5 separate regions of the Mus musculus genome follow, and regions 1, 2, 3 and 4 are each linked to region 5. The links are chromatin contacts, called in public Micro-C and promoter capture Hi-C maps. All regions are on one chromosome and are shown on one strand. The core of a region is the stretch at or near the end of the contact, and the rest is flanking DNA. Distances in the headings are between cores, read along the strand shown.

What was found. Promoter capture Hi-C pulls out the DNA fragments that hold promoters and counts their contacts. Hi-C and Micro-C count contacts between places; a contact is called where the count stands out from the background.
Region 1: a promoter capture Hi-C map of pre-B cells shows a contact between it and region 5, with 4 times the contacts expected there. The contact joins the promoter of Fam160b2 here to the promoter of Fndc3a in region 5. A contact is called at or near these places in 1 of 39 promoter capture datasets (pre-B cells), 1 of 484 Hi-C or Micro-C datasets (CD4 T cells) and 1 of 9 other capture datasets (liver).
Region 2: a contact with region 5 is called in a Micro-C map of embryonic stem cells, with 9 times the contacts expected there. The contact joins the promoter of Esd here to the promoter of Fndc3a in region 5. A contact is called at or near these places in 1 of 39 promoter capture datasets (maxillary cranial neural crest) and 1 of 484 Hi-C or Micro-C datasets (embryonic stem cells).
Region 3: a contact with region 5 is called in a promoter capture Hi-C map of liver, with 2.1 times the contacts expected there. The contact joins the promoter of Lrrc63 here to the promoter of Fndc3a in region 5. A contact is called at or near these places in 2 of 39 promoter capture datasets (cranial neural crest and liver) and 1 of 9 other capture datasets (liver).
Region 4: a promoter capture Hi-C map of pre-B cells shows a contact between it and region 5, with 2.8 times the contacts expected there. The contact joins the promoter of Lrch1 here to the promoter of Fndc3a in region 5. A contact is called at or near these places in 2 of 39 promoter capture datasets (hippocampal neurons and pre-B cells) and 2 of 115 datasets of contacts at active chromatin or transcription factors (astrocytes and embryonic stem cells).

The regions. Positions count from the first base shown.
Region 1 is chr14:70,598,573-70,601,272 of GRCm38.p6, reverse strand. It overlaps Fam160b2 (family with sequence similarity 160, member B2), which reads left to right and starts at 1,438. Exons shown (of 17, transcript NM_194345.1): 1 at 1,438-1,531. The coding sequence starts at 1,487.
Region 2 is chr14:74,730,962-74,733,661 of GRCm38.p6, reverse strand. Esd (esterase D/formylglutathione hydrolase) reads right to left here and starts at 1,365. Exons shown (of 9, transcript NM_016903.5): 1 at 1,274-1,365.
Region 3 is chr14:75,129,460-75,132,159 of GRCm38.p6, reverse strand. Lrrc63 (leucine rich repeat containing 63) reads left to right here and starts at 1,277. Exons shown (of 10, transcript NM_027581.1): 1 at 1,277-1,389; 2 at 2,526-2,695. The coding sequence starts at 2,572. It also overlaps a transcript of Lcp1 not described here.
Region 4 is chr14:74,946,496-74,949,195 of GRCm38.p6, reverse strand. Lrch1 (leucine-rich repeats and calponin homology (CH) domain containing 1) reads left to right here and starts at 1,319. Exons shown (of 19, transcript NM_001252132.1): 1 at 1,319-1,812. The coding sequence starts at 1,536.
Region 5 is chr14:72,708,584-72,711,283 of GRCm38.p6, reverse strand. It overlaps Fndc3a (fibronectin type III domain containing 3A), which reads left to right and starts at 1,281. Exons shown (of 26, transcript NM_207636.2): 1 at 1,281-1,566.

The DNA.
Region 1 (2,700 bases), core at 189-2,688, 2.1 Mb after region 5:
ACAATGTGTCAACTCTGTTTCCTTTTCCTTTTTCATTTTCAAGACATGGTTTCTGTGTCCTAGAATTTGCTCTGTAGACCAGGCTGGCCTTGAACTAGTAGAGATCTGCCTGCTTCTACTCCCTGAGTGCTGGGATCAAAGGCATGTGACATCAAGTGCAATTTACATGTTTTTTTGTTTTTTTGTTTTTTGTTTTTGTTTTTTCGAGACAGGGTTTCTCTGTATAGCCCTGGCTGTCCTGGAACTCACTTTGTAGACCAGGCTGGCCTTGAACTCAGAAATCCGCCTGCCTCTGCCTCCCGGGTGCTGGGATTAAAGGCGTGTGCCACCATGCCCGGCCCAACTCTTGTTTTTAATGTCTCACTATGTTTCTAAGACTGGCCTGGAATTTATAGTGCAGCCCAGGTATGGTAACACAAGCCTATAATCTCCAGCCTTGGAACAAAAATAATGGTGAGTTTTAGGATATCCTGGATATTTAAGATAGATGTAAGTAATTTAATCATTTATAATTTATGTAAATACCTATATACATTTACATAATTTTTATATAATTTATGTATTATTTATCCATCTATCTATTTACTTATCTGATACTGAGGATTGAACCAAGAGCCTCATGCAGCCCTTGTTTTTTATTGTTTGCTTTGGTTTTTGTTTTAAACAGTTCGTGTCTTCAACCTCTCTCTCTCTCTCTCTCTCTCAGTGGTGTGTGTGTGTATGTGTGTGTGGTGTCAGTGTGTTGTAATTGTGTGAGTGGTATGTGTGTGTGTATGTATGCATGTATCTTTGTGTTCGGAGTGTGTGTGTCAGTGTGTGTGTGTGTGTATGTGTTTGGTACGGGATCTCACTACCTCCTTGAATTGTTGATACTACTGAGTGCTGGGATTGATTGCAGGTGTACCCCAATTGCTTTCTTTCCCTCCAGAGCGGGGGACATGAGACAGATTTTGCTGGGACTCTTCGGATCAATTCCTAATCAAACAGCAAACCTTAGAGGACATCTTTTCCAATAACGACCTTTTTTTTTTTTTTTATAAAAGTACTGAACAACAGGGTGAAATTAATATTAGCCATAACCTATTCCAATATTCCTAATCCATTACATTTAAACATGTCGTCAATTCTTCCCACTATGTCTTTGCCTTCTGGAGTGTCCTTGACACAGCTTGTCAGGGCCAGGTCATTTTAAACACTCCAGAGCCGTGTGTGTCCAGGGCTACTGTGTTGGTAGGATTGTGAGGGTGCACGAGGAATTAGAAGTCTCTGGGTGTTACTCAAAGGAATCTTAGGTCATCAGCTCCCAGGGTGCTCCCCACCGCCCTCCATCAGGACCTGCCCAGCCCTGGGCTTAGAGCGCCCCCGAGCCCTCCGGCAGGGGCGGGGTTTCAGAGCCGGGTCCCGCCTCCCGCCCGTTGGGCCGCCTCCTCCGCCACCGCTGCGCCGCCACCGGGAGCCGGGCCGCGAGCCGGGCCGGGCCGCCATCATGCTGAGCCGGCTCGGGGCACTGCTGCAGGAGGCCGTGGGGGCGGTGAGGCCGGGCCCTGGTCGGACCGGAGGGGCGGGCGCGGGCAGGGGGGCGGGCGGGTGAGGTGCGGGCCCCTTGGGCAGGGCCCCTCCCCTGGCCCCGACGCCGCTTCCGGGCTTCGTCTTCGGGTACAGTCCCGCGTCGCGGCCGCCAGGAGCGCCTAGCTCCGGGGTTCTCTCCAGACCGACCGGCTCCCTCGATCTTGCGCCTCGCTCTTCTGATCCTAAGCCCGACTCTCGTGATCCTGAGCCATGCTCCCTTGATCCTGAGTCCCGATCCCTCGATCCGGCCTCCGCACTGCTTCCTGTTGTGCTTCCTGTGTCCCACTCCCTGACCTGCGACTCGGTCCCCCGAGCCTGCGCTCCGCTCGGCTTCTTTAACGTTCCCTGTGCCTCGAGAGCTTCCGCTAGCTTTGTAACTCTTCTCTCCCCAAAGGTTCCCTTGTCACCAGCCCTTTCTCCCAGATCTGCCCCCACGCCTCCTCCTCCGCCCGGCAGCCTTCCTTTCTCGTTCCTGACGTTCCTCCATTCCTCCTCACCTGGGATTGACAACAGCCTTCCCCTTCCTCTCTTAGCTGCCAGACAACTACTGGGAGCAGGGGTTCCCGCACTGAGTTCCCTCTTAGCATGGGAGTTGCAGCCCTGAGTGACATAAGTCCCAGGAAGAAGGTGATAGAGACCTTTGCAGGGGTGGGTGGTCGCGAGAACCCGGAAGTAGCCCTCTGCAGGCTTATCTCAAGCCACTGAGCCAGCTGACCTTGAGTTAGGGACTTCAGCCTGCCGGAGGGGCTTTGAATGGAAGAGTTGTTTCCATGCAAAGCTAGCTTGCTTGCGCTCTCTCTTTTACCTTCTCTCTCTCCTCTCTCTCCTCTCTCTCTCTCTCTCTCTCTCTCTCTCTCTCAGTTTGTGTTTAGGCCCCTTTTTTCTGGAAGTGCATGTCCCTGGTCACTTCATTCAGCAGCCTTGCAAGAAGCTATTTGAAAAGTTAATTATTTTTTTCTCATTGTATAAGAACACTGTCTAATTGATGGGTTTAGTCTATCAAATTGTGTCCTGAGAAACAATCTTAGGTCTGACGCCCCCCCCCCCCCCCCAGTCAGAACCTTCATTGTTTTTGGTGTTTGGTGTTTGTTTGTTTGAGACAGGTTGTCTCTATGTAGCCCTGTATTCTTT
Region 2 (2,700 bases), core at 116-2,615, 2.0 Mb before region 5:
TTCTTAAGTTTCTCAGGACCTATGTTGTTTGTTAAGATACAGTTGCCTCCAGACTTAGTCAGGGCTTAGTCACAGACCTTTGACAATGGCAACACACTTTTGCTGCTTCACAATGAATAAGCATATTCTGCTGCTTTGGGGAAGGCATAAATTCACAGTCCTGACCACCATTTCTTTACTCAAAGCCTGTCCTGCCTCCCCCCCCCTCTATTTCATTCTTAGTTCCCAACTCCCCCACCCCACGCCCCTTTCCCAGTTCTTGTCACATATTTTCCCCCTAACTCATAGTCCCTAAATTTCAAACACATCTTCTGGGCTGAAAAATCTAAATCTGTCTTTTCATATTCAAATTTTAAGCATTAGTGCCAAACTGCTATGCATTTATTTCGCATCGCTATAGCAAAACCCAACACATTTAAAATTAAACTTAGATCCTTGCCTGTACAGCCTATCTTATATCTGAAATGTCTCAAAAGTTGAACTTTAAAAGTTTCGTTGCACGCGCCCTAAATCCCTGGAGAACCAGGCGTTCGAGAACAGCCTGGTATACAAAGTGAGTTCCAGGACAGTCAGAACTACAATGTCTCAAAAACAAAATAAAACAAAATCTCAGTATCATCATAGCAATTATATATAGCTAAGAGCTAATTAAAACCTTAGTCTACTTTCTTACTAGTATGTCCCACTACAAACAATACTGTTATAGAAGCCTGGGGTTTCATTCCTTTAACTTTTCAAAGAATGCCTATAGATTGCTGACCATTAGGCCTAATATGGCCTACATAAAAAATGGTGAATTTTATTAATTTTAAATAACATAAGTGCCATCTTTCTGACGACTCAACCACAAATCACCTATGGACGGCCGCCTACACCTGAATTTTTACCACTGGGCACGGCCTCGAGCGCGCTGCCCAAGACACCTCAGGGCCCTAGTGGCGTCGCCTGCAGCCCAGGCTGGGATCCCGGAGGGAAAGCGTTCCCCGGGCTCCGCGCGGGAATGCTCGGCGAAATGCCGTCCCGGCGGGCACTCCACCAACCCGAGCATCCCAGCGAGCCTGGCGCCCCAGGTCACACATTGTTTCCAGCTCCCCGAAGTTAAAGCGATTAGCAGGCCCTGCGGGACGAGGCCTGCCTTACCGCGGCGGGAAGGGTGCAGAGATCGTCACCATTCCCCGCTGCTATCACCACCGCAGGTCTAGGCGTCCGCGCACAGCCGCCCGAAAACCAGGTAGTAGAGAATGCTTGGGACTCACGACCCATTCCATCTTACCTCGGTGAGGGGCAGCTTCTAACTCGCCAGGGAAGAAGGTTGGGGCTTCCGCCCCGAGCACTGCCTCTGGCTCCGCCCACACCATATGTCCCGCCCCGGCCTCCGGGGCGGGTCCCACGTAGAGGCTCCTCCCTTTGGGCCCGTCCCCTCCTTTGGCCGCTTACTCTGGTCCCCTCTCACGGCCCCGCCCTCAAGTCCCTCCCTTTCTCTGCCCCTCTCCTCCCCAGCCCTCCCTCCTGAGCTGCTCCCATTCTGAGACACCGCCCCCAGGGCGCGCACTCTCCTAGCAGACCTGCCCTATGGATACACCCCAAGGGAGACTAGGAGTTCCCGGACCCCGACCCTCCCCTACAAGGCCATTCCCAAGAGACTTTTCGCCGGGTTCCTGTTTCCGCGGTGTGTCAGGATGAGCCAAAAGTGTGTCTGTCATGACACTGGACCTCTAGACCTCTGTAACTTGCTTCAGATGCTCCCAGAAGGCAACAAGAGAATGAGGCTCTAGTACACCAGCTGGCCTCTCCCAGTTAACTTGTGGAAAGGGCTTGTGTGGAACTCTGCAGTTGTTTGGAAACCTGAGCAGAAATTTCACATTTCCACCCTCATTCCACATCTACTCTGCACCTGCTTGATTTGGAGCTTCTAGGAGGAGGACACATTCATTAACTCTTTTCAATGTCCATTTTTTTCTCCCCTCTTCCCTCAATAAAAGTTGAACTGTGTCAGGGTTTCTGGTTAATCATTTACAGCAGTTCTCAACTTCATCCAATTTAACCAGCAAGTGTACTTTGTTCAGAAAATTAAATATTACAAGCAGTTTTTAAAACCAGTATTTAGGCTGCTAGGTTGTGGATACTATGTATAACCTGTAAGATTGTCTGGTTTAATAATCACGCAGCCTGTGCATTTGCAACAAACTGTCAGAAGGACCCAGTGCCTGCTCTGTGTGTATAGGCTCTCCATCTTAGTTTTGCTGGGGGACTTGCAAGTTATGTGGCTAGTCAGGCTAAAAAACAAGTAGGTGAGCTGAGCTCAGTGGAATATAACCTGTGTGGATGAGCTGCCACGCAGAACGTTGCTTTTCTGTGTCATGTGGCAGGCATTTGTGTACCTGTTTAATGGTTAACCAAAGAATGTTATTTTGAGAAAGCATTAAGGTAAATTCTTAAAATTATTATTATTAACAGAGTCTTAAATGTAATTCTGGCTAGCCTGGAACTTACTACGTAGACCGGCTGGTCTTGAACTCAGAAATCCCCCTACCTTTGTCTCCCGAATGCTGGGATTAAAGGTATACTCTATCACTCCCAAGCTAACTACTTTTAAATGTAATTTATTGGAAAGGTAATTTTTTTTCAAACTGAGTTTCACAACTGAAGTTATGAAAGATTACCCAAGTCTGCAAATTCTTTCTAATTGTTAAATGCTTG
Region 3 (2,700 bases), core at 28-2,527, 2.4 Mb before region 5:
CACCTTTATCCTTAAGAATAGAAACATTTCTGCTGTTTACAAAATAATGAACAATATACATTACTTGAGACAAACGTGGCCACCAGATTTGCCTTTCTGTCTGCTTCCTGTCTTTCAGGGAAACCAAGCAATGTAAAACAAACACAGACGAAAGTGAAATAAAATCCCTGGTTTGGAAAGGGTACCTAGTAAACAACAAAGTAATCTACATAACAAAACCACCAACCAACACACCACAGGACAACAGTTGTACAGCATTACCCAGATTCATCTTTAATTATTTTCCCATTGGTTCAAAATATATGCTTGCTCTTAGGAGAAAAAGGAAGACTTGGTTAGTAAACGAATCTAGAAGTCTCTGATTTCCCAAGGTGCTATTGAAATTCCCACACCCTTATTTAAGAAGAGAAACACTTAAGGGAGGTGACTGGAAGGAAGTGCCCCTTACTTGAATTCTCAGTTGGATTTTCCCGTCTCTGTAATAGGTTCTTTCCAGTTTTCGTTCTCAAATCTCCAGAGAAGCAAGCACATACAGGCAAACAAGCGCGGTATATCTACCACTGAACATGGAGACAGCACCAACACCGGTAATCACAGCCAACCACCGTGACAGTGAGACCTGGGTGTCCTTTTAAAGAGCTTTGGAACCACTCACTGCCTTACAGCTCTCGGTTCCCACACAGTTCCACTTCCACCAAGAACTTTAAAAACAGAAAGACAAACCAGGTTGCACCCAAGAGACAAGAAGGAAAACAGAACGTGCGATTTGGAGACAAGGGTTTTACTGCAAAATGAGTAACGGTGGCCAGCTGCCCAAAAGTGTAGCCGTATTAGAAAATGCCAACCCAGTCTCCAGACACCGGTGTCAAGTCATGGAGAAAAGTAAGTAAATAATAGTGGCCACTGTTTTAAGAGTAAGAATAGTAATAACGATTGTCACCACAGCCTTCCGTACAGCTACACGTGGAGCCACTCCTCCCGGCTCCACCACTTCAGCCTCCGGGCATCCTGCGCTGCCCGCAGCAGAATTAGGGGCCACTGGCCTAAGGTGGCGAAATCAGTGGGTGGATCGAGTGGGCGGGGCAGATGGGCGGGGCTCAATGCCCCGCCCCTAGTTCCCGACGTGCCCAACCCTCGTGCGCCTGCGCTTCTTACCGGGCTAGCTGGGGGGGGGGGGTGTGCGGGTGCGGGGGGGTGGGGAAGTGTTGGGGGGCGGGGACTAGTTGGTGGTCCTTACTATGAGCGTAATTCGGCTGTAGCAGGGCTTGGGGATGCTGCTAAAGGAGCTGCGTCCAGCACAAACATGGAATTAGACCTAACTGGAGACCTCGCTAGACAGTCACTGGCAGCCAGGACTCAGGGATAAAGGAGATGGACGTGGGAAATCTGGTCTGTGTGCTTGAAGGCAGGGTCCGTAGGAGCTGGACACTTGGGGACTGGGGGGTGGTGATGGGGTCTCCCCACCAACTAGAAAAGGAAACTTGTGGCGGGCGGGCACGCGCTACCAGCCGACAAATCAGGAGCGAGCGCTGGCCTGCAGTTACCTTTCGCGGGTAAACCGCTCTTCTGCACCGCACCAGGGTTCCCTGCCTGCCGGGCATTCCGCGGAGCTGCACTGTGCCAGGCACTTTTGAGGTTGCCCTGAAAACAAAGACTTATTTTGGGCGGTGGGGCGTGGGGGGGGGGGCGGAGGACAGCTGGTGTCCTTATTTCCCTATTCTCTGGGATTCCCCGCCATCCTGGAACATCTCATTGTATTAAAAAGCCTGTCTTATTTTGGAGTTGCATAATTATGGACAAATTAAGTCAGCTGAGAGTTAAAACAAGCCATCGCCATACAAGAAAACCGTTTGTGTATGGTTAGATACTGTGGGATTTCAGAGGCCTTTACCTTCTTTTTTTTTTTTTTTTCCAAAATCCCTTCTAAGTCTATACTGATAATATTTGGGAGGTAGTGAATGAAATGCCAATGCCTATATTGCAGGGAGAGAGGTCACCATTTACTGACTGAAAATAGCGTTGGCTGGTTGAATTTCATACTCACACGGGAAATGTTAGCAAGGTCTAGATTAATAATAGAATATGTTTTATCTATATTAATTATTAATCTAAATTTTTAAAAGAAACCACCCTTCCCCGTGTAGCCCAGGCTGACCCTCCTGTCTCAGGCTTTCAAGTGTTGGGCTTACAAATGTATTTCCCAACTTCTAATTTTAAGCAAATTGGAAAGCAGGGGGATTTGGCTCAGTGATATGGCCTTGCATGAGACCAGAGTTTCAATATCCAGTACAGAAAGAAAACGTTAAACTTTTTGAATGCCTCTCTGTCTTTCTTAAGCTCCATGCTTAAGCCTGTATTAAAAATATGCCATTTTAAAAGTACTTCAAAAATAAATTTTAAATGATTTTTTTTACTCTTTCCCCCCCCCCCCTCCTTACAATGCTAGCCTGCTTAAACTCAGTATCATAGCAACTCAGAATGGTTTCCGTAAGGATATTTTCTAAGTGATAACCACTTCTTTTCAGTAACGATTCGTTCTCAGGAAGTTCAGTTCTCACTTAACCAGCAGCTATGAAAAAGAGCATTTATCGCTCACTCAAAACCCAGCAGCATCCACTACTTCTGCGAAGACCCTTACCTCCAAAGCTCCCTAAAGTACCTTTATTAAAAAAGAAAGTTCGTATAGTACATACAGGTATG
Region 4 (2,700 bases), core at 70-2,569, 2.2 Mb before region 5:
AAATGCTTCTACACCACAAAGGAAGCAACAGATCGAAGAGACCGCCTACAGAACAGGGTGAAAACAAAACTAAGCTTAAGGCACAGTTTATGAAATCATAGAGACTTGAAGGAAGTGGAGCCAGAGAGGAGGAAGGTGGTGGGGGGTGAGGGCGGCACACCACTAGGTGGCGCCTGTTTCTTCCGGAATAAGTAGGATTTGCTCTCAGCCTGGAATCTCAGGAATTAAGGGGTAGCCCTGTAGCGAAGTCCATGCAAGTGACATAGATCATGTCATACTTAGTGCTGAGCCCAAGAAGTCATTAGGTCCACGCGGCTGCCTAGACTATCACAGATCTGCATTACTGTAGTATGTATGATAAAGTTGTATCATGTCCATACTTCACTCCAGCCTCATTTCTCCAAGCCGAGTCACTCCATAGAGACTATCAAGCTTTGGGTCCCAGGCTGTTAAGGTGTGGGAAGGGAATGGAGGCTTTATCAGTCTTCCAGCTGGGTGGCTTTAGGTGACACAGGTCCTCTGGCTCTTCCATGGGGTGCAAGGCCTGGCTCAGGCGCCCACTGTAGGTCAACCCATGGCAGAAGATTTGTTTGCAATCAGACAGTTCAGTTCCCATGCCTCACATGAATAAGAAGGTGGCGCACCCGGAACATTTCATAGTACCTAGGCTTAGGTTTAAGATATGACCTTTGTGATCACTAGGTCTTTGGCGTTCTAACGCTTGGAGTAATAATTTGGGTATTTTATCATAAAAATTACCCTTTCTCAAAGCCCTTCCTCTATAGATTTGTCTATTTGCCCTGAAGTCTTTCTTGTTCCTGTGGTCTGTAGTGAAGGTGCAAAATTTTGGTGACTGTGGGCTGCGTGTTCGAATTCTGCAGGGGTGATCGCGGCTCGCTTTAACTTCCTCTCGCTGAAGGAAGCAATTTTTCCACTCACAGATTTCCTGGATTTAGTGAGAGATTTTGTATGGTAAGCACCTAAATGCCAGGGGGCGTCCGTGAGGGTAAACCCACAGTGGAAAAACTGCTTTTGGGGGCAACTCTGGATCAATCAACCAGAACCACTCTCCTCCCTGTGACCTTGTATTCCAAATCTTGTCTCCCGCCTCGCCTGGGTTTTCATAAACGGCTTAAAAAAAATCCCAGAAGACAAAAACGAAACCGACAAAATACCCTGGCCCGCAGATGTGTAAACTACAAGGGGTCGGGCTGGAGAGAAAGTCACCCAGAATGTGCATCCAGTTCCAGCCAGCTTCGGGGGTGGAGCGCCAACAAGCTGCGGAGGAGGAGCGGCGGGCGGGGGCGCGAGCACGAGCAGACACAGGCGCGCCACCGCTGCCGTCGCTGCCGCCGCCGCAGCCCTTGGCTCCCCCGGCTGGAAACCTTGGCGATCGAACTGCTGCCTCCACCTCTGCGCCGCTTGCCGCCCCTCCCGCAGTCCCGCGGCTTTCGAGGGAGCGCTGCGGGGACTCGGGACCGCCGGGGAAACCTGTGACCCCGCGCAGGAGCGGCGGGGCGGGGGACCGGGAGAAGATGGCGACGCCGGGAAGCGAACCCCAAGCTTTCGCGCCCGCTCTCTCGGTAACCGCCCTGCACCCGCATCTCCACCAGCACCACCAACACCACCAACACCACCAGCACCACGGAGGCACCGGCGGCACCGGCTTCAACCTGCCCTTGAACCGTGGTTTGGAGCGCGCGCTGGAGGAGGCGGCCAACTCTGGGGGCTTGAACCTGAGCGCCAGGAAGCTGAAGGAGTTTCCCAGGACTACGGCCCCGGGACATGACCTCTCGGACACGGTTCGGGCAGGTGAGACAAGGCCGGGGCTGGCCACGCGTGTGCGAGCCGGGCTGTCGCTCCTTCCCGCCGGGCCCGAATGTGTTACTAGATTGGCTCGGCAGGAGCGGGTTCTGCAACGAGCACGGTGGTTGTAGCGGGCACGGTGGTCCTCCTGGCCCCGGCGACCTGCGACCGTGGTGCAGGAGCGCAGGGATGCGCCTAGGAGCTGTTCCTGGCGCGCGGGAAGTGGGGGCATCTCGGGCGACCGCGAGCAAGTCCAGAACACGAACCAAGTCGTGGACCTCTACATGGAAGCATTCTGCGTCCTGGTGGGTGGGGAAGGCCAGACAAAGGTGGCCGGCCGTCGGCTAGCCCTGTCCTCTCCGCGTAGTGTCGGGGCCCCGGCCTCCGCGCCGCGCGACCGTGGCTTGCTGCAGCCAGAGAGGCGGTGCCAACCTTGGTTCTGCGCCTGTGCGAGCAGAGGCTGGTGTCTGGCTCTCCGCCCACACATTTTGGTTCCCTCCACCGGGGCTCCCCGGTTCTCACTAACCCCGGTCTTTGCGGGGGCCCTGGAGGGGAAGCGTGGCATAGTAAATGAAAAGTAATTAAAGTGAGCCTGTTTGCCAGTGTGAGCCCGGCAAGTTGTAACCCGCGCCACAGAGCAGCCTGCTTCTTCAAGTTGTGTCATGTGTTGACATATTTTGGAGATGTCTGCTTTCCCTTTAGTAGTCGGAGTTGTGGGAGTGGACCCATAAACAGGAAGGAGGGTGGTGGAAGAGGGTTGGGGCCTTGGGAATCCGTGCAGATCTGACTTAAGTTTCCGACCATATCCTGTTCTGTTCTTTGCGGGACGATTTGTACCCCAGCGAGCGCCTAGCGTTTCCCAGGGCAGTGGGTGCCCCACTTTTGTGCCATTGC
Region 5 (2,700 bases), core at 32-2,531:
TTGATAGAATCACTATCCTACTTGTTGACGGGAAGAAAAATAACCTCTCATTAGCTAGCTGTGGATACAAACATCGGATCAATCATTGCCTGCAGCCATAGCAAAAAGTAGGTGGAGAAGGAAGAAAGCGGGGCTTAAAAAACACCACCACAGGAAAATAGAAATGGTTAAAGTGGATGTACAGGCAGATGAACACAAGCCAAGTGAGGGGTCTTTAAGAAAAGTAAGAACACTGCAAATAAAACAGCACCAAGGTGGGGATTTTATACACTCGCGCACACCTCTGCAATCCCATGGGACTTTGGTACTGTCTGAGTATCTTATTTGATATTCAATGATCCACTAAGAATTTCATTATCCAGTTCTGTTTTGTTTTTTTCTTTTTTAAGAACGTAAGAAATTCGTACATCTTCGAGAGATTTCTGTCAAATGATTAAAAAAAAAAAAAAGATTGCCACCTTAAAACGCAGCGCAACCAATAAACTGAACTACAAGTCAGACGTGGAACCTGGTTTCATCAGTCACCAGTTTTGGCTGGACAGGGGGAGGACTCAGGTTCCCAAAGACGACCCTCTCCCTAAGGCTTCCGGTGAAACTGCAAAAGTAAGCAGTCCGGGCCGGCCCTCAGGCGCTACTGCAGCGTCCCCCCCACCGCCCCCCCATCGCTCGAGGCTTAAGGAAATTGTCGCCGCCTCCGCTTCGCTCTCCGCGGTGGCAGACGTCAAGGTAACGGGTTTCCACTAGATTCGGCTGGTCCGAGTCCAGAACCTTTAAGCTGTGCGTTTCTGAAAGACGTAAATCTGTTTCGTGGGTGCTAGAAAATGCCGGGGCTCTAACCGTCTGGGAGTGGGAAGGTCTGAGCCCACTTCGGGGCGCTTCCCCGTCCGGGGCTTGCCTCTAAAAGCACCTGCCGGCATCCTAAGTTCTGGGGCTTGCCGAGAGGGGCTGACACGGTTCGTCTCTGGGGGCGGTGGGTGGGGGGCGCTTTCTAAACTGCATTCGGAATGGCGTGTGGGGCCCCGGATACGTCAATCATCCGCACAGTTCCCGGGCTCTGGGAGAGCGGCACCGGAGCTCGCATGCCACACACACTTGCGGGCCCGGGAAGCCTCGGCTTGCGGGGCGGCGGGCGAGCGGGTTCGGGTGCGCGCGCTCGAGCTCGTGTGTGTGTGTGTGTGTGTGTGTGCGCGCGCGGGGGCTCCGGGTCCAGGCGGCCGGGGGCGCCGTCGGCGGGGCTCGCGCAGCCGCACTGGGCGCGCCGACTCCGGGCTCCTCCTCCCGGCTCCGTAGTAATCATGGCGGCGGCGGCATTCGCGGTCCCTCGGGTGAAACAGAAAGCGGGAGCTACGCGGAGAGGGAGCGAAGAGCGGGGCTGAGGCGGCGGCGCCGTCACTGCCGGGAAACACCCCTCCCCAACAACCCCCCTCCACAGCAGTCAGCGCAGCGGCGGCCGCGGGAGCCCCGGCCCACCGCCAAGCGAGTGAGAGGACGAGCCGGAGCCTCGCAGGAGAGACGCCCGGGGTGGGGGATCCGCCTTCCTTCGCTTCGGAGCGGCGGGATTCGGAGGTGAGAGCCGGCAGGGGGACGCCGGAGCCCGCGTCGGGGAAACCGTTAGGCTGGGGCTGCGGGCCGCGCCGCCGGAGGGCTGAGCCCGTCGGGGAGGGCGGGCGGACGGGCGACGCCCCCACGCGAGGCCGCGCCGTCCGCGGGGTGACGGACCCGGGACGCGGCGGGGACGTGCGCGACACCTGCCGGGGCTCGGCGACAGCGGAGCGCTGCCTGCGCACCTGAGGGTTAAATCCTCGAAAACACGCCCTTCGGGTCTGCGCCCGCCTGCCTGGCCGCCCGGGCGGCCGCCGCAGCCGGTGCCTGGCGGCTCCTCTTCCCCAGGTAAGGCAACCACCTGTTCGGTCGGTGGCGAGGAGGAAGGGAGGCTGCGGTGCTCGCCCAGCTCGGCAGCCTGCGTGGGTGAACTTTTGACACGACTCTGGGAAAGGGCGGCACGCGCTGGGTGAAGGAAAAGGAGCGAGTAATTTCGACGTCAGATCGCTAGCGCTTGCTGCTTTTACCGTGTGTGATAGGTAATTGTAGTTTTATTAAACTATCACCTTTCATAAAAAGCATTGGGGGGTATTCGTGTGTGTGTGTGTGTGTGTGTGTGTGTGAGAGAGAGAGAGAGAGAGAGAGAGAGAGAGAGAGAGAGAGGGAGGGAGAGAGAGAGAGAGATTGCTGAGGGTGCTAAGGATGGTGAGCTAGAGATTATTTATTTTAGTGAGACTGTAAGTTCCTTTGGGCACCTTCTCGGCTGTCCGTCTACTAACTGACAGTGGCAGGCGGACAAGGCTTTCCCTCTTTTTGTATTATAATCTTGAAGTGCTCACGGGTAGACTTTAAAAAACACCGAGCCACATAATGATGTTGCTGCATCCTATTGTGGTCTGTTTCAGTTCTTGAAACCCAAGTTTGTGCGTGTTGTAAGAAGCAAATAAGCATCGCCTCTCAGCCTCTTGGCTAAGATGAGTTGTAAGAATGAAAGAGCAGTTGAAGCTTTTCTGTAATATTTGAATCACTATGCTTTTGCCAGTATCAGTACGAAACATATGCCAGTCAAAACCGAGCCATATGTCAGACAGAAGCAAATTGAGATTTCTGGCTCATATCCCGTGTTTAGATAAATATTTAGTTTGTGTGTATTTGCGG